Regions from separate parts of the Mus musculus genome. Here all the other regions are linked to region 1. The links are chromatin contacts, called in public HiChIP or PLAC-seq and promoter capture Hi-C maps. All regions are on one chromosome and are shown on one strand. Each heading gives the region's core, a stretch centred on a gene start, on an enhancer-like site or on the middle of the called end of the contact. The rest is flanking DNA. Distances are from core to core; before and after follow the strand shown.

Region 1 (5,143 bases), core at 993-3,492:
CCGGGAGCAGGAGTGAGTAACATGGGGCCTTGCCTAGGAAAAGTGGTCAGGGAAGAGAGTGAATCTGAGCTCATACTAGCTTTCCATTTCTTCCCCCACACATTATATACGCTGAGTCTGATGTTAAATGCTTGTATTCCCAGCACTTGGGAGGTGGAGGCAGGAGGATTGAAAATTCAAGGTCATCCTTGACCACTGCTTGAGTTTGAGGCCAGCCTGGGCTACATGAGACTGTCAGAAAAACAACAACAACAACAACAACAACAACAACAAAACAGTGTTTAAAGATGGCCCAGCAGGTTCTTGATACCAAGGCAGACCTGAGTTTAGTCTCCAGAACCCAAACAATACAAGGAAAGAATCAACTCCGGCAACTCAGCCTCTGACTTCCACACATGCACATGCACACAATAAACAAACACATGAAAAAAATCTAAGCGTATGCATCACTTGGAATTAGCCTTAGCCTTTTCAATCACAGTAGGTACAAAAAGGAGACCCATTCAGGAAAGCCTTTAAGGACATAGAAAGGGCAGTTACCCATGTGATTACTGTGACATCCAGGGACTCTTACCTCCCTAGGTTTCAGGCTGAGGGTGATCAAGAAGAGTGGTTTCACCTTGGGTCATCTGCCCTGCTGAGGGAGGAACCAGAAAGCATCAAATGAGCCAGCCCCTCCCAACAAAGTGCAATTTCATTCTACCCGCCCGTGAAAGTAGCTAATGAAGTCACAGACTCTTTTGTCTATTTGAAGTCCATAAGCCTGGTTACCACTTCAGTCGTCTCAGGAGTGATGTGGTGGGTAGGAGTCATCAATTGTAAGCTATAACTATCCCTCTTCCATGATGGTGTCCAGAAGGGCAGAAGTGACAGCAACTGTTACCATGACAACCTCTTCTCTAGACTCATGCATCCTTTGGAGCTAATCCTAAACATCCCCTATCTTACAGGACCTGATTGCTAGGATCATCAGACTGTGGGAGATTGCCCTGTTATAGTAACCAGGGCATGGATTTAACTGTTTCTCATCTCCCTGGAAATGGTCCAGGCCCTGTAACCATAGCAACTGTCCCACAGCAGCACTTGTCTTCTAAATAAAAACACCTGGTTGGTTTATCCATGGACTTTCCATAAGGGAAGGGGAGATGGTTACCATGGTAATGGCAACTGGGTTGGCTGGGGGAGGAGTGGGACAGAGGCATTCCTCTTAGAGGAATGTCTTTGGGGCTGGGCCTTTTTTCTACCTGAGCTCTAGGTGAGGGGAGGTTGCTATAGTAACTGATGAGGATAGGGTCAGAAGAACCACCAGGGACTTGGGTTACCTTAGCAACCTCCTCCTAGTGCAATGATAGTAGAGGTTTGGGACTCCACATATGCAAACTGGGAAGGGGCCTCCAGATTGGATAGGGTTATTATGACAACCGACTTCCTCTGGTCAGAGCCCACTCCCCACCCCAGGTCGTCTTTTTTGTTTTTTGTTTTTTTTTTCTTCACTAAGTGAAAGAGATGGGGGTGTATTTGCATTTGGAGGGGATAGGACTCTGACATTGGGGAGAATGCAGAAAAAAAAGTCCGGTCTGGTCTCTCGACCGCAAAGGAGACAATTGCGAGGGACCCTGGGTCCTTTGCCTACGTAGAGGCAGTCCCTCCCCCTCCCTGTCAGCACCCCCGCCCGCGCGCACCACCGGGGTCGACCCGGGTGGGTGGGCGAGGCTCGCGCCCAGCCCCGTGCTTGTCCCCGCTCCCCTCGCCCGCCCAGCGCGCGCGCGCGCGCACACGAGGCGGGGGTGTAGAAGTGTGAAGCTGCGCGTCCGCGCAGGCGCGCGAGGTACAGCGGGCGCGCGGGCCGGCCCCGGGGCCTCCATGATGGAGGAGCGAGCGGCCGCCGCGGTCGCATCGGCCGCCTCCTCCTGCCGCCCTCTGGGCTCGGGCACGGCTCCCAACCCGACGGCGGCGGCCCCGGCCTCCAGCCCTGCTCCTGGGCCCGGCCCGGTAGGAAAAGGAGGTGGCGGCGGAGGCAGCCCGGGCCCTACGGCGGGCCCGGAGCCCCTCAGCCTGCCGGGGATCCTGCACTTTATCCAACACGAGTGGGCACGCTTCGAAGCCGAGAAGGCCCGCTGGGAGGCCGAGCGCGCCGAGCTGCAGGTGAGCGCCACCGCTGCCCTCCCGCGCTCCCCGCCCCAGTCCTGCCCGGCCCGGCCTCGCCTCACCCGCCGCCGCCGCCGCCGCCATCTTGGAGCAATGGCCGCCGGGACGGCCGGGAGGGGGCGGGCAGGGCCGGCGACGGGCCGGCGGCGGGGTCCTCGGGGCCTCGGGGCGGACGCGGGCCGGGACCGGTCAGAGGATCTGAGCAGGGCCGAGTCTGCCGGGAGCCGCGAGTGGGAGTGACGAGCCCAAGCCCAGAGAGCCTGTCTGGGCGATGCGACTCGGGGTTCCCGGGGGACAGAGTGCTGAGAAAGTGGATGGGGTCTGCGCGAATAAATATGCCACGCCTCGCCTCCGGATCCTAACCAGATGCTGGCTGTCAGGGTGGAATGGACTAGATGTCTAGTGGGGTGACACACTCTTAACATCCACTGGGTGCAGGGAGTGAAGAGAGGAAGACTGGAAGCTGGCATGGGGTACCTTGGGGGAGTGGCTGGCCCGGAGCAATTGAAAGGTGGGAGGAAGCTTGATAGGAAGGGGTCCCAGGATGAAGTGTGTGGCCTCCTGTCCAAGAAGGACACTTTGGGCACGTGTGGCTACAATGTAGGGACACATTGGGATCGTTTGGGTGGAACCACGGAGAGGGTAGAGGACATGTTTTGGGCTCCCCCAGGAGAGCTTGAGAGTGGGAAGCGACATTTTGGGTGCTTTAAGGAATTAGAGTTCCGTTATGAAAGATTTGAGGATGTTAGGTAGAAACCCCTGAACTGTTAGGGCGTTTGTTGGGTATATTCAGTGGGAAGACAGGAGCGTCTGAGATGCTGCACACGGTGAAGAGGGATGGAGGTGCCTTTGGGTGATGAGTAGGGGGAAAAGACAGCACGAGGAGGGACTCCGTGAGGGAAGTGATTGTGTAAGGGCCTCTAAAGGGACTTGATGGTTTGTGGAGAAGAATGTGCCAGGTGATGGCTCGTGGAGTAGAAGTTGGGCTGGGCTCTGTGACCTTGAGCTAGGTACTGCTTGTGGGGAATCAGAAAGGTGAGCACTTCAAGGCCTTCAGGGATGGGCCCCCAGGAGTCAAATGGTTCCTAGGCTGGGATGTTATTAACAAAAACAGTCAGCGCTTGGTTTCTGGCAACCCATCTTTCTGTTTCCAATGTGCTCTTTCCTGTCAGATTGAAATGGAGCCCCAAATAAGTGACTGATTCAGTTTTTGTCCATGGGATGAATGCCAAGAGCATTTGAATTTTGTGTATGTAGCTCCCATCCCTGAGAGAGAAGTCCTTATGTAAGTGCTCCTCGTGCTGTGCCCAACTCTAACTCAGGCTCTTTCCCAGCATACATCTCATCAGATCTTCTCAATACCCCATTATGTAGGCAGGGCCAATGTCATTACCTCACTCAGCAATAACGACAGCAGCTGCTATTTATTCAGGGCATATTATGTGCCTGACACTGTATTAAGTATTATACATGCTATCATTTAATTCTTGTGGCATTCTGAGAGGGGAAATGGTATCCCTTCCTCTCTTTTTTAATAAGCAGGGGAGGGAGATGCTACGGATCCCAGCAGTGGTGGCAGTGCTGACTGTGTCTTTTCCCTGTCTGACACTGAGCACAGGTGAGAAAAGTCTCTAAGGAAGCTTAGAGACCTCACCAGGTCACCCAGGCCATCACAGCAGAGCTTGACAGGGGTACAGTTGACAGCTTTCACTGTGTCAGCCATGCTGTGTATCCCAGACTCCACTCAGAGTGTACAGTATGTGCTGCCTCCTAAGAAGAGGTCTTCCCACTCACTTAGTGACCTTCTGTGGAGTCACAGAGCATGCTCTGTAAGGCTCCAGCATCACCAACTTCATGCTTTTGCTACTTTTGTTGCATTCTAAGTCAGACATCAGGATGTGTGTGTGTGTGTATGTACATGTCCTGAATGTGTTAGAATATACCACATTCGACACTTCATAAGTCATACATTTAGTTCCCTTTCCCCATTAGCAGAGAATACTTATTTTTGATAGCTTGGGTAGTATTCTCTTGGGTATTCACACCATAGCTTATTTATTTTGACCCTTGTCAATGGATTTTCAGGATTATTTCCATCTTTCCCCCTGCCCAAAATGGCTCTGAGGCCTCAAGAGCAGCTCAGTTGGTAAAGTACGTGCTGCGAAGGATGAGGACTTGAGTTTGATCCCCTAGAGTCCATATGAGAAAACCAGGTCTGGTGGCACACACTGTAATCCAGTATGGCAGGTTTCTGGCGCTCACTGGGTAGTCATCCTACCCACCAAGAGAGGGAGAGGGAGGAGAGGGGTGGAGGGGGAGGATGCACATGAGAGAGAGCTAAGCTCCAGGGGAGGGTCCTGAGGAATGGTGTGTATGTATACACACAACACAAGATATGGCTTTGCTGGCAGTGTTTATCCTGTGAGAGAGTGACGTGGAGTAGTGAAGTGGATGTGTTTATAAAATGGTGATTGCTCCGTCTTTTGTGCTCTTTACATTTTTACTTATTTATTTTACTTTATTGTTTTGTTTCAAGATAAGATCTCTCGCTGTAATCCTGGCATTCACTATGTCGAACAAGCTGACCTTAAACTCACAGAGATCCCTTTGCCTCTGAGTGTTGGGTTTAAAGGTGTGCACTGTTGTGGAGATCAGGTGACAAATTGCAGAAGTTGATTCTCTCCTTCTACCATGTTGATCTTGAGATGGAACTCAGATAGTAGGCTTGGTAGCTGATATCTTTATTCTCTGAATCATCTCCTTGGCCCACACACCTCTATCTATCTATCTATCTATCTATCTGCTTGCTTGCTTGCTTGCTTGCTTGCTTGCTTGCTTATTTTTGAGGTGGGATCTTGCTATGTAGCTATGGCTGTATTGGAATTCCATATGTAGAGTGGTAGATTAGACTGGCCTTAAATTCCTGTTGGCTCATCCCCCATTCCCAATACTTCTGGCTCCCGAGTGCTGGAATTAGATGTGCCCAATACCCCAT
Region 2 (5,143 bases), core at 995-3,494, 2.5 Mb after region 1:
GACATTCACACACACATACAGCCAAAACACCCCACCCCCACCACAGAGGGAGGGAGAGGGAGAGGCCTTAGCCCAAGCCTTCCTCTCCTCCACTCACACACAAACACACCCCCCACTGCATGAGGGCTCCCGCAGGGGCGGAGATCCCAGTTCCAACGGTGTTGGGGGACCGGCCTAAGAGTTGAGAGCATCCCTTCCGAGTGTCTGTCTCTTCCCCAGTGAGACTGACAGGTTTCAGTGAACTGATAGGCAGAGAAAAGTGACAGCGAGAATCTCTCAGACTGTCTTGCAGGGGATGGGGTGACATAGGATCTGCGTCCCCGAACCCAAGAAGCGTCCATCACGCCCCCCCCCCCCCTTCCCGCAAGTGGAATCCTAGAGGCTTAACTACTCTAGGGGGCGTGGCGAGGGAAGGGCTGAATCCCTGGCCAATCAGAGCCCTGGGAACTAAGGGAAGGCAGACCTTTTAGAGACCACCTGGCTGCCTCTCCGTAGGCTAGCTCATCTAGTGTTTGAACACCTCGGAAGGACTGAGTGTCTAGAGCTCAGGGAGCACGTATATGTGTGCCTGGAGAAGGGATGAGGCCTTCAGTTCCCCCTTAGAGGCGCTAACACTCAGCCAAAAGCCTCTAGCTTATGACAACAGGACCAGGTCCACACAAGGTCCTCGCAGACCCATGGGGTGACAACGAGTCCCCCGATCGCGACAAGAATCCCCTAGCTCTCCCTCTTGGAGACCCCCAGCACGGGAAGAACCACAAAAAGCAAGGAAGGGAGCTACGCTCTACAAATAGGAAGGGAACGCTGATTGGCTAAAGCTCGCGCCGCGACAGCCAATCACAAAGCCACGCTGCCCCCTCCCTTAGCAACGTGGCCTCGGCGTTCCAAAATAGAACGTGCCCGGGACGTCAGGGGCGGGGCGGGCGGAGGGGGCGCTGCGCGCTGTGCGTGCCCCGCGTCAGACGGAGGATTCCAGCGCGTCAGCCTTTACGCACGGGTCCCCCGTTACGTCTCCGCGCAGGAGGCGGAGGCAGCGTGACCGGGGTTCGAGGCCCTAACTCTTGCTGGGTGGAGGGTGACTGCGGACTTGCAGTCCGCGTTTTGAAGGAAGAGGGAAGAGGAGGAGGCTCCTGGAAGCTTCTCTGGAATTTTTTGTTTCTTTTTCTTCCCCTACTTGCCTAGCTTCGGCTTAGGGAGCCGGCTTTCGGCTAAAAGTTCTCAGCTTCTGCTAACCACCGGGTATATACTTTGCACCGGGCATCGCCAACGTTTGCCCAGCTGCATTCCTTTCCCGCGCTCCGCGCAAATAACCTTTTGCAAACATCACTCCATTCTTTGCAGTTTGCAAACAACAAAAAACCAAAGTGCAAACCGAACTATTGCAATCCCAGATCCTGGGTTTTGGCGCGTCTCTATTTGAGAGGATGCTCAATCTACACTTTAGCCTGAAAGAAACACCCCCCCCCCCAACCACTAAAGTAGAATCTTTACGATCTAAAACTTACCTGGGAGGCGGCGGCGGTGGGTGGACTGCCGAAGGAGTCCACCGAAGACAGGTACTGAGACTCGGCGGAGGGTGATGAGCTACACCGGGAGCCGGAGTCGTAGTCTCCGGGAAAAGCTTGAAACATTTCCCTGGGCACAGGGGGGCCCCTGTGACCACGCTGAGGTCGCCGGGAAGCCAAGGCTATGGCCGAGTGGAATGAGATGCGAGTCCGGAGTAGACCGGACACGTCTCCAAAGTGCGCTGCTCGGGGAAGCTTAGTCTCCGGTTCGGAGAACTGCCCAAGTTTCGATGCAAGTTCCCTCTGCAAGATCCCAGATCCCCTTCAGACCGCCGCTGTACCTCCTGAAAGTCCAGGCTCTGTCGGTTTCACGGGGGGCGACGCGGGGATCGCTCCCCGCCCAGAAACCCGCCGGGCAGTGCCGCGGTGCAGCGTGCGCTTCAGATGCAGTTCCAATCCTGTCGAAGCGTCCCAAGAAATGAGGGAGAGCAGAGGGGCGCGATCCAGAAGCCCACAGAAAGAAAGTCTATCCTCCGGACGAATCGGAAGAACGATCTAGAAAGAGTCTTGCAAAAAGGAAACCCACAAAACTTTCTCTCCAGTTTAAAAATATATATAAATATATATATATAAATTTTTCACGGCCTCCAAGAAGAAGAAAAAGAAAGAGTCACCAGTAGTCAAGTCCAGCAAGCCCCGGCTCCGCGTGTCCCCGGCGTAGCCGCTCCAGTCTTATGAATGAAACCGGGAGCTGCCGGGCTGAATTTATGCCTCCGGGACCCGCCCCCGCGCTTGCGTCACCCGCAACTCCATGCACAAACCTCCCAAACTCTCCCTTCCCGCCGACTGAGCTCCTTGTGGCGCCCTCCAGGGCCTCGTGCACCTGCCACCTGCCCATAGTGTGACCCTGGGGGTCTCGGGGGTCCCCAAGGCTGCGTTCTGAGGGGCTTCGCGGGAGGGGATCCCGCCCCGCCCTCCCCGGAGTTCCTGTGACGCAATTAGCCATATAAGGAGCTCGGCCAGCGCGGCCCAGTGTTTGTTTGGTATCCTAGCAATTACGTCAGAGGGAATCCCTCGCTCCTGCGCGCGCCCGCTGTTGCGCTGTGCGGAACCCGCCCGCGCCTGCGCAGTTCCACGCTGTCCCGGAGGCTGAGATTGACAGGCGCCTAAACTCCCTCAGAAGGCCCCTGCTGACCCGGGTTGGAGAAGGTGCAACTCCAGATCCCAGGTCTGCTTATACCCCTGGGACCCCACCCTCCCCAAACCGGTGCAGCGCCCCTGCTGGTGAAAAAGAGCAAGGTCCCCAGTGCAGATTCTGGCGAGAGGGGTATAATCAGTCTAGGTGGGGAAACTGAGGCTCAGGAGGAATTGGAGAGTCTGTGATATCTCCAGGTGTAGGGATGGGTAAGGATGCAGTCCCCTCCCCACTAGCTTTGTCACGGATTCTGTGTGACTCGGTGAGCTTGGAAAATGTGCTCCCTCCCTGATCTAAAACTTCAGTACTCATAGCTAAGCAAAGGATAGGTGGCTTTTCCGGGTCCCTGAATCTGGGGGACCTGCAGAATTGGAGCAGGTAGGAACCCACACCCGGTGAGTTCTTCAGGCTTGATGGTGTTGGAAGCCTCTCCTTCCCACTTAGCTCAGGAGACAGAAAAGAAAGTGTGTATACAATAATAATTGAACAATAATAATTGGTGGTGTCTGGTGGTGGTGGCAGCTGCGGCAGCAGCACACATCTTTAATCCCAGCAGAAGCAGGGAGATCTCTGTGAGTTCGAAACCAGCTTGTTCTACAGAGTGAGTTCCAGGACAGCCAGGGCTACACAGAGAAACCCTGTCTCGAAAAATAAATAAATAAAATACTAGTGCATTAATATAATCGGTGGCATGTGTTTAGCAATCAGCAGGTATCAGCCCCAGCAAGATGGTTCACAGGTAAAGGAGCTTGCTACACATACCTGACAACCTGAGTCCCATCCCTGGGACTCACGGTGGAAGAAGAAAAATGACTCCTAAAAATTGTTCTCTGATCTCCACATGCATGCAAAGACAGAAAACAACCAGTACTCATATGTAGTAATAATAATAATAATAATAATAATATCAATATTAATGATTTAAACAAAAGGGGATGTGAGGGCGGGAATGTAGCTTAAAGTGGAATGAATGTCTAGCATGTGTGAAGTCCTGGGTTCTATCCACATCCAGAAGGAAAGAATATATATACACGTATTGTGAACATCCCCTCCCCCTATTGTGAACATCCCCTCCTCTTTCTACCCTTTGCCCTCCTCCTTTCTCTGTCTGTTTTTGAGATGGGGTCTCATTATGTACCACCTTTGGCCTGGAATTCATTCTGTAGGCCAGGATGACCTCTACCTCTTGAGTGTTGGAGTTAAAGGCACCTTCCACCATGCCAGGCATATCTGATCTTATGTCCTGCTTGTTTGTTTGTTTGTTTGTTTTTAAAACAAAGACTAGAATTTACTATGTACCCAAGGATGACAATGAACATCTTGCTCTCACCTCTATATTGTCGCCAGGCCTGGTTTATTACTGGGGATGTAATCCAGGGGCCTCCTGCATGCTAGGGGAGCCCTCTGCCAACGGCTGCTGCATCGCTGGCCAGGGTCCTGATTCTTAAGTACCCACTAAGAAGGATGCCACCAGCAACTGCAAAAAGCCTGGGAGACCCCAGGCCAAGCCTAGGGAAAGAAAACTTTTCCAGGGGAGATGCCACACACACATGTCCATTCACCCTAGACAGGGAGCCAGCTCAGAAGAGACCAAAGTCCAATTTGCTGAACCGATGAATTTTCTATTAGAGTTACTTACAGGAGTGTGCATGGGTGAGGGGTGACTTACGGGAGAAGTCACTCAAAGACAGCTGCGTCACCCAAGCCCGCCCCAGCATGAGTGACAGCTTACAAAGCTGGGAGCCTGGAGCACCCTGCAGAGCCTGAAGACTGCTCCACAGATTGGAGGGTGCTCTCTCCAGATGTCTTAGTTGGTCTAAACCTCTTGCAGGCAGCTTGGCTAGGTTCTGAGTCTTCCAAATAGCTGGTCTGTTGTCAGGATCTCCTTTGCAGCTTGGCATCTTTCCATCTTAGGAGTGGGGAGACTCTTAGCCATAATTTATTGCTTACTTTGGCAGGGAGGGGCTTAGTAAATGTGGTCAGTTTCAGGGACTTCCTATTGTGAGTCTTTTGCCTTCCTGTTTAAAGCACTTCTCTGCCAGATGGAATGTTTCAGTCTTGGAGGAAACTGTTCCATAACTCCTGGTCCAGCCCAAAATCTAAAGAAGAAAGCAAAGAGGCACTTTAATTGTTTATTTTTATTTTGTTTTGCTTTGTTTTTAGTATTACTTATTTTATATTATCTGTATGAGGGGTTTTGTTTTGTTAGGTCTTTGTATGAGTGTGTGTGTGCACCCTGTGTGTGCCTGATGCCCACAGAGGTTAAAAAAAAAAGCCATTGGATTCCCTGTAACTGAAGTTAGAGTTGGTTGTGAACCACTCTGTGGATACTGGGAACCCAATCCAGGTTCTCTGTAAGAGCAGCCAGTACTCTTAACCACTGAACAATTTCTTTACCCCAAGAAGCACTTTAAATACGTTAAATCTCGCCAGAAGTGGTGGG
Region 3 (5,143 bases), core at 1,485-3,984, 2.3 Mb after region 1:
TACAACCCAGAGTTCTACTCCCTGTACAATGGGTGTCAGTTGGGCCTGAAACTCGTGAGGTCTTTTTTTGAAACTCTCCCCAGATACCCTAGCCTGAATCCTTCACCCCCCCCTCACCTGAAAAGCCCCATTCTTCTCTGGATTCTCACACTGAGTGTGGTCTCTCCAAGATCCCCACTGGCCATCACTGCCACACTGGCGGAAGACAAAGCCTGCAGACACTATGAGAGCATAAGGGATGGGGTGGGGGTGGGGGAGAGGGTGTCAGAGGTGTAGCAGTTCACCACTGTAAACTGTTGTACACATTTGGGGGGCCGAGGCAAAAGGATTGCCATGAGCTCAAGGCCAGTCTGGGCCCCCATGTGGCTCAACAGGCAGAGACGCTGGCAGCCAAGCCAAAGAGATCCCCCGAGACCCACATGGTGAAAGGATTCCTGTAAGTTGACCTCTGATCGCCACACCCCTGCCATAGCTCATTCATCCACACATACACGCAATAAATAAAGACAAGAATAAGTAAATCATGTGACAGAGCCCAGGGGACACAGGCATTGGGAGACACCTAGCTTGACAGACAGGGTCAGCTGAGCAGGAGGGGCTAAGTGAGGATGGAGTCCCGGATGAGGGGTGCGGGGAGCACCTCACCCTGACGGAACCAGGGCAGATACCAGGGGCAAGACACCCGAGCAGTGGTGTTGGCGGCCGTGTAGTTCCAGCAGGCATACATATCGAAGGAACCGTTACAGGCCAGGCCTAAGGGAGAGGGAAACAGAGCTGAAGGAGAGGGGCGGTCTGGCTTTTCATTCTTTCACACCTCCAAGTTGCACTAGCTCCTTATTGGCCACAAGCTTCTCCCATCAAACCTCAAGATCCCACCCATTCATCGTCCTAGCCCCACTGCAGGTCCCTCCCACCAAGTAAATCCCAAATCCTTATTACTCTCTAGAAAGTTCAATTATCAAGCTCCACCTCCCCAAACCCGCCCACTGCAGGTCAGGTCCCGCCCAGAACTCCTCCCACCTCCTCTGCTACCTTCCAGGATTCTTCTGTCTTCAGACTCCAACCCTGGTCCTCACAGCCTACCCGAACCAAGCCCCACCCACATCTCCCAAGCCCTCCAATCACACCTGAGGGAGGTTCTGTGGTCTCCAACATCTTTTGGCACTCCTGGCCGTAGTGCTCCCAGCGCTGGTACAGCTCCCCCGTGGTGGTCTGCCCCTCAGAGTCTGTCTAAGAGAAGAAAGAAGGGAGGAGCCCCGCAGGGTAACCTCCTCCCAGGCAGCAAGCTCAGCTGGGAAAGGCCAGAAGAACCCTTAGAGATATGGAGGAGCTGTCCATTTTTTTACGCAGGAGTTCTGGGTGGCTCAGAAACCTCTTAGATGGAATTGGGGTGCCTAGAAAATCGCCCAAAGGAAGGGGTAGCTTGTCCCCACCTGGAGGACTTGTGAGGGAAACTGTGTGAAGAGAAACTACCAGTTTATACAGGGAGGGGGGCGAGCAGCCTTAAAACTCTCCCTAATGTAGGGAAAGGCTTAAAACCACCCCAGAGCGCCTATTATCTCTCGAGGTCCTCACCTCCGCCCACTGGAGTCCCCACAACCACAGCAGCAGAAGCAGCAACCGCAGGGGCATCCTTGAAAGGTGATGGAAACTCTGGCCACTCGGAGGCAGTTGGGCTGGAGGGTCCCAAGGCAGAACCAACTCTTGGGCTTCAGTCCAAGTCAGTGCTCACCTGCCAGAAGCACATGGCGTCTGAGGCCACGCCCCCCATTTCCGCACGTGAGGATTTGGGGCGGAGCAGGACTAGGCGCGGCCTCCAGTAGATAAGTGAGGCTGGGATCAGCTAAGCGATTCCCAGGTCCTCCTAAGTGTTGCTGAGGCAGCCAAGGTGGAAGGGAGGGGTGTTTGCTGAGGGGCCTGTTGCCCTAGAGCTGTGACAGGCAGAAGCGTCAGTGTCACCGAGAGGCTAGACCGGAGGGACTCTTGGGAACCTGAGACCTCCTTAGAGAGGAGAGACTAGAAACTGTCAGTCAAGCCCTGAAGGGAATTTGAACCGATCATTTGAGTTCGCATCAATTTATATAGAAGATAAAAGCCCAATCTTCTAAAACTTCCCTGGCTTCAAGAAGTCAGAGGGACAGCGCTCTCCCAGCATCTAAATATTTAGGGAACAGAGAGATATTAGACCCTGGGTTTCTGACTTTTGGACGTTAGATGCTCTGAAAATCCTTCTAACCCAACTATCACCCCCGCCCAGACAATGTGAATGCAGAGTTTCAAAAGGGAATCTCAGAGCTACAGAAAAGAAAAAATATAAGACAAACAAACAAACAAAAACACCAAAAACCAAAAAACCAAAACAAACAAACAAAAAATCACGGACTCAGTTATAAGGTATAAGAACAGAAAGACTTGGGGACAATGAGACACAAGCGAGAGATCAGAGCCTAAAGGGCAAAAAAGGAGATAAAGACAAAACTGTGGCTCAGAGACAGAGGAAGTGACTAGGGAAGAGACAGAGAAGGGGAAAGAGTAGAAAAAGCCCATTTAGAGATTAAAAGAGGTGAAGAGATGACAGGTCAGAGAGGCAGAAAGAGACAAAGATTGAGATAGGGGGACAGTCAAGGGAGAGATGGGCCCAGGGCAAGGGCTTGATGGAGACCCCTTACCTGCACGGAGTCCTGTTCGCAATCTCCACTGACACAGCTGCCCTGCCTCGCCTGCCAGAGAGCTCTGGAAGAGGTGACAGGCGCTGGCAGCCTGGGGTGTTGGGAGGGGGCGGGGCCAGGGCGGACCAGAGAACAGGAGGGGGAGCTCTGGGGAAGAGTGGGAACCGTGGAGCAGGCACGTTTATCACAGCCATTGTGTCACGTAGAGGGAACAGTCACACAGTTATGGTTCCCCCCTCCCCCAGGCCACAGAACACACTATGCCAGCCAGCCACTTACACAGCCTCTCACGCTGCCTCACACAGGATCCCAAATGCTGAGCAGGAGAGCGACAGAGACTCACAGAGTGAGACTCCGTGAGTAACAAGTTCATTCATAGCTCTACAACTAGGACTATGCTGAGAGAGCCAGTCTTTCACCCACAGCTTCCCAATCACTTGCAGGGACAAGCGGCTGTGTGCCCTGGGACGTGGACACTTCACATATGTGTAAACACAGCCTATAATCTTAATTACCACTGCCTTTCTGTTGTCATTGTTTGGTGTATATGTATGTCATTGTATATGTGTGTACGTGTACATGTGTATGCGTGAAGGACCAGAGGACAACCTCTGATGTGATTCTTTTTTTAAAATTTTTTTTATTATTATATGTAAGTACACTGTAGCTGTCTTCAGACACTCCAGAAGAGGGAGTCAGATCTTGTTACGGATGGTTGTGAGCCACCATGTGGTTGCTGGGATTTGAACTTCGGACCTTCGAAAGGGCAGTCGGATGCTCTTACCCACTGAGCCATCTCTCCAGCCCCTCTGATGTGATTCTTAAGTGTTGTCTACTTCCTTTGATTTGGTCTTTCAAGACAAGATTTCTCTGTGTAGCCCTGGCTGTCCTTGAACTCATTACATAAACCTGGCTGCCCTTGAATGCAGAGATCTGCCTGCCTCCGACTCCCTGGTACTGGGATTACAAGCATACACTACCCAGCTTAATTTATCTTGCTGCATGCATAACAAGGACTTTACCAAGTGAACCATTGCTCCAATCCCTGATTTGTCTTTCTTTGTTTTAATTTTATGTGCATGCATGGAGGCATGTGTACCATATTCATGCAGTGCCTGAGGAGGCCAGTAGAGGGCACTGGATCCCCTAGAACTGGAGTTACCCATGGTTGTGAGTCTCCCCATGGGTGCTGAGAACTGAATTCTGGATCCTCCTGAAGTGTTCTTAACTGCCATTTCTCCAGTCCTGTTTCGTTTGTGGTTTTGGTGTGTGTGTGTGTGTGTGTGTGTGTGTGTTTTAAGAAAACAGAGTCTCATTCTATAACCGAGGTGATCTCCAACCTTGGATCTCCTGCCTCAGCTTTTCAAGTACTGAGATTCAGATTTCAATGGCACAGGCTCATGCAATGACCACATCTGGCTCCACATTTGGCAGCAGCACTATCAATCACTCGATAGCCGCAACTGGTCTGTGTCCCTCAGGAGGACTGGACATCCAGAGCAGAGCCTCAAGCAATGAGTGTCCAGGACATAAATGTGCCTGGCTGTGTGGTGATGCACACACCCATTCAATCCTCTCACAACCCAAGCTGAAACACACACGCACACACACACACTGTGCTGAGTGGCCACATCTGAAAACACTGTCCCTTGTGACATACATCACAATCCCCCAGAGACTATACTGTGTGTAACAGCATAAACTCCTCAGGGAACACCAAGATGCCCATTCTCTCATTGTCACACCCAGTTTTGTATGAGCAGACAACCATACCATTGTTCCATCTACACTCACAAGCCACAGACTTTCTAGAGGGATTCCAGGGATGGAATTTAGGTCTTCAGACTTGATGGCGGTCACCTTTAACCACTGAACTACCTTGTCGGCTAATGTCTCCATTTGTCCCAAGCTAGCTTTGAACTCATCATCCTGTTTTGATGCTGGAATGAAACCCTGGTTCTTGTGCATGGTAGGCAAGCACTCTAACGGTTCACTGTGCTCCCAGCCCCTCACTGGGGGATTCTAGGCAGGGGCTCTACCACTGAGCCACACCCCCAGCAGCAGCTCACTTGGGGGAGTCTCTTGCCTCACTTCCCAGAAGTTTAACTTACATTTGGGGGCCACCACTCTCATCTTAAGTATGACCCTTCCCGGCCCCACAGCCAGTCACACGGTCACATGTCCACACATTGTGAACCCTACTGTCACACATTAACATCCAGTCTTGAAATGGTCCCATAGTTACAGGAACCTATATATCACCCACATCTTTACAACCTCTACTTTCAGGATCTTCCATCACCCCAGATATAGGGAACATCTGCCCGTGGAATGTAGGATGGGGAAATTTGGAGCCCAGCAGTGTCTCCTGCTCAATACACATAGCCAGTTCAAGCTGCTTGCTTGCTCCCATGGGACCTGTGTGATAAGTGGGCCAGAGGCAAGCCTGCCCATTTTGCAGAGGACAAGCTGAG

The links. Promoter capture Hi-C pulls out the DNA fragments that hold promoters and counts their contacts. HiChIP or PLAC-seq counts read pairs in DNA pulled down with a chosen protein or histone mark.
Region 2: a promoter capture Hi-C map of liver shows a contact between it and region 1, with 4 times the contacts expected there. The contact joins the promoter of Fosb here to the promoter of Fkrp in region 1. A contact is called at or near these places in 5 of 39 promoter capture datasets (cranial neural crest, hippocampal neurons, liver and 1 more), 2 of 484 Hi-C or Micro-C datasets (B cells and embryonic stem cells) and 2 of 115 datasets of contacts at active chromatin or transcription factors (embryonic forebrain and large pre-B cells).
Region 3: a contact with region 1 is called in an H3K4me3 HiChIP or PLAC-seq map of embryonic forebrain, with 5 times the contacts expected there. The contact joins the promoter of Gipr here to the promoter of Fkrp in region 1. A contact is called at or near these places in 4 of 39 promoter capture datasets (cranial neural crest, embryonic stem cells and hippocampal neurons), 2 of 115 datasets of contacts at active chromatin or transcription factors (embryonic forebrain and forebrain) and 1 of 9 other capture datasets (adipose tissue).

What each region holds. Positions count from the first base shown.
Region 1 is chr7:16,814,490-16,819,632 of GRCm38.p6, forward strand. It overlaps Fkrp (fukutin related protein), which reads right to left and starts at 2,243. Exons shown (of 3, transcript NM_173430.2): 1 at 2,211-2,243; 2 at 575-637. It overlaps Strn4 (striatin, calmodulin binding protein 4), which reads left to right and starts at 1,400. Exons shown (of 18, transcript NM_133789.3): 1 at 1,400-2,145. The coding sequence starts at 1,864.
Region 2 is chr7:19,307,801-19,312,943 of GRCm38.p6, forward strand. It overlaps Fosb (FBJ osteosarcoma oncogene B), which reads right to left and starts at 2,245. Exons shown (of 4, transcript NM_008036.2): 1 at 1,506-2,245. The coding sequence starts at 1,631.
Region 3 is chr7:19,163,393-19,168,535 of GRCm38.p6, forward strand. Gipr (gastric inhibitory polypeptide receptor) reads right to left here and starts at 2,735. Exons shown (of 14, transcript NM_001080815.1): 1 at 2,670-2,735; 2 at 1,576-1,732; 3 at 1,128-1,230; 4 at 646-753; 5 at 118-221. The coding sequence starts at 1,632.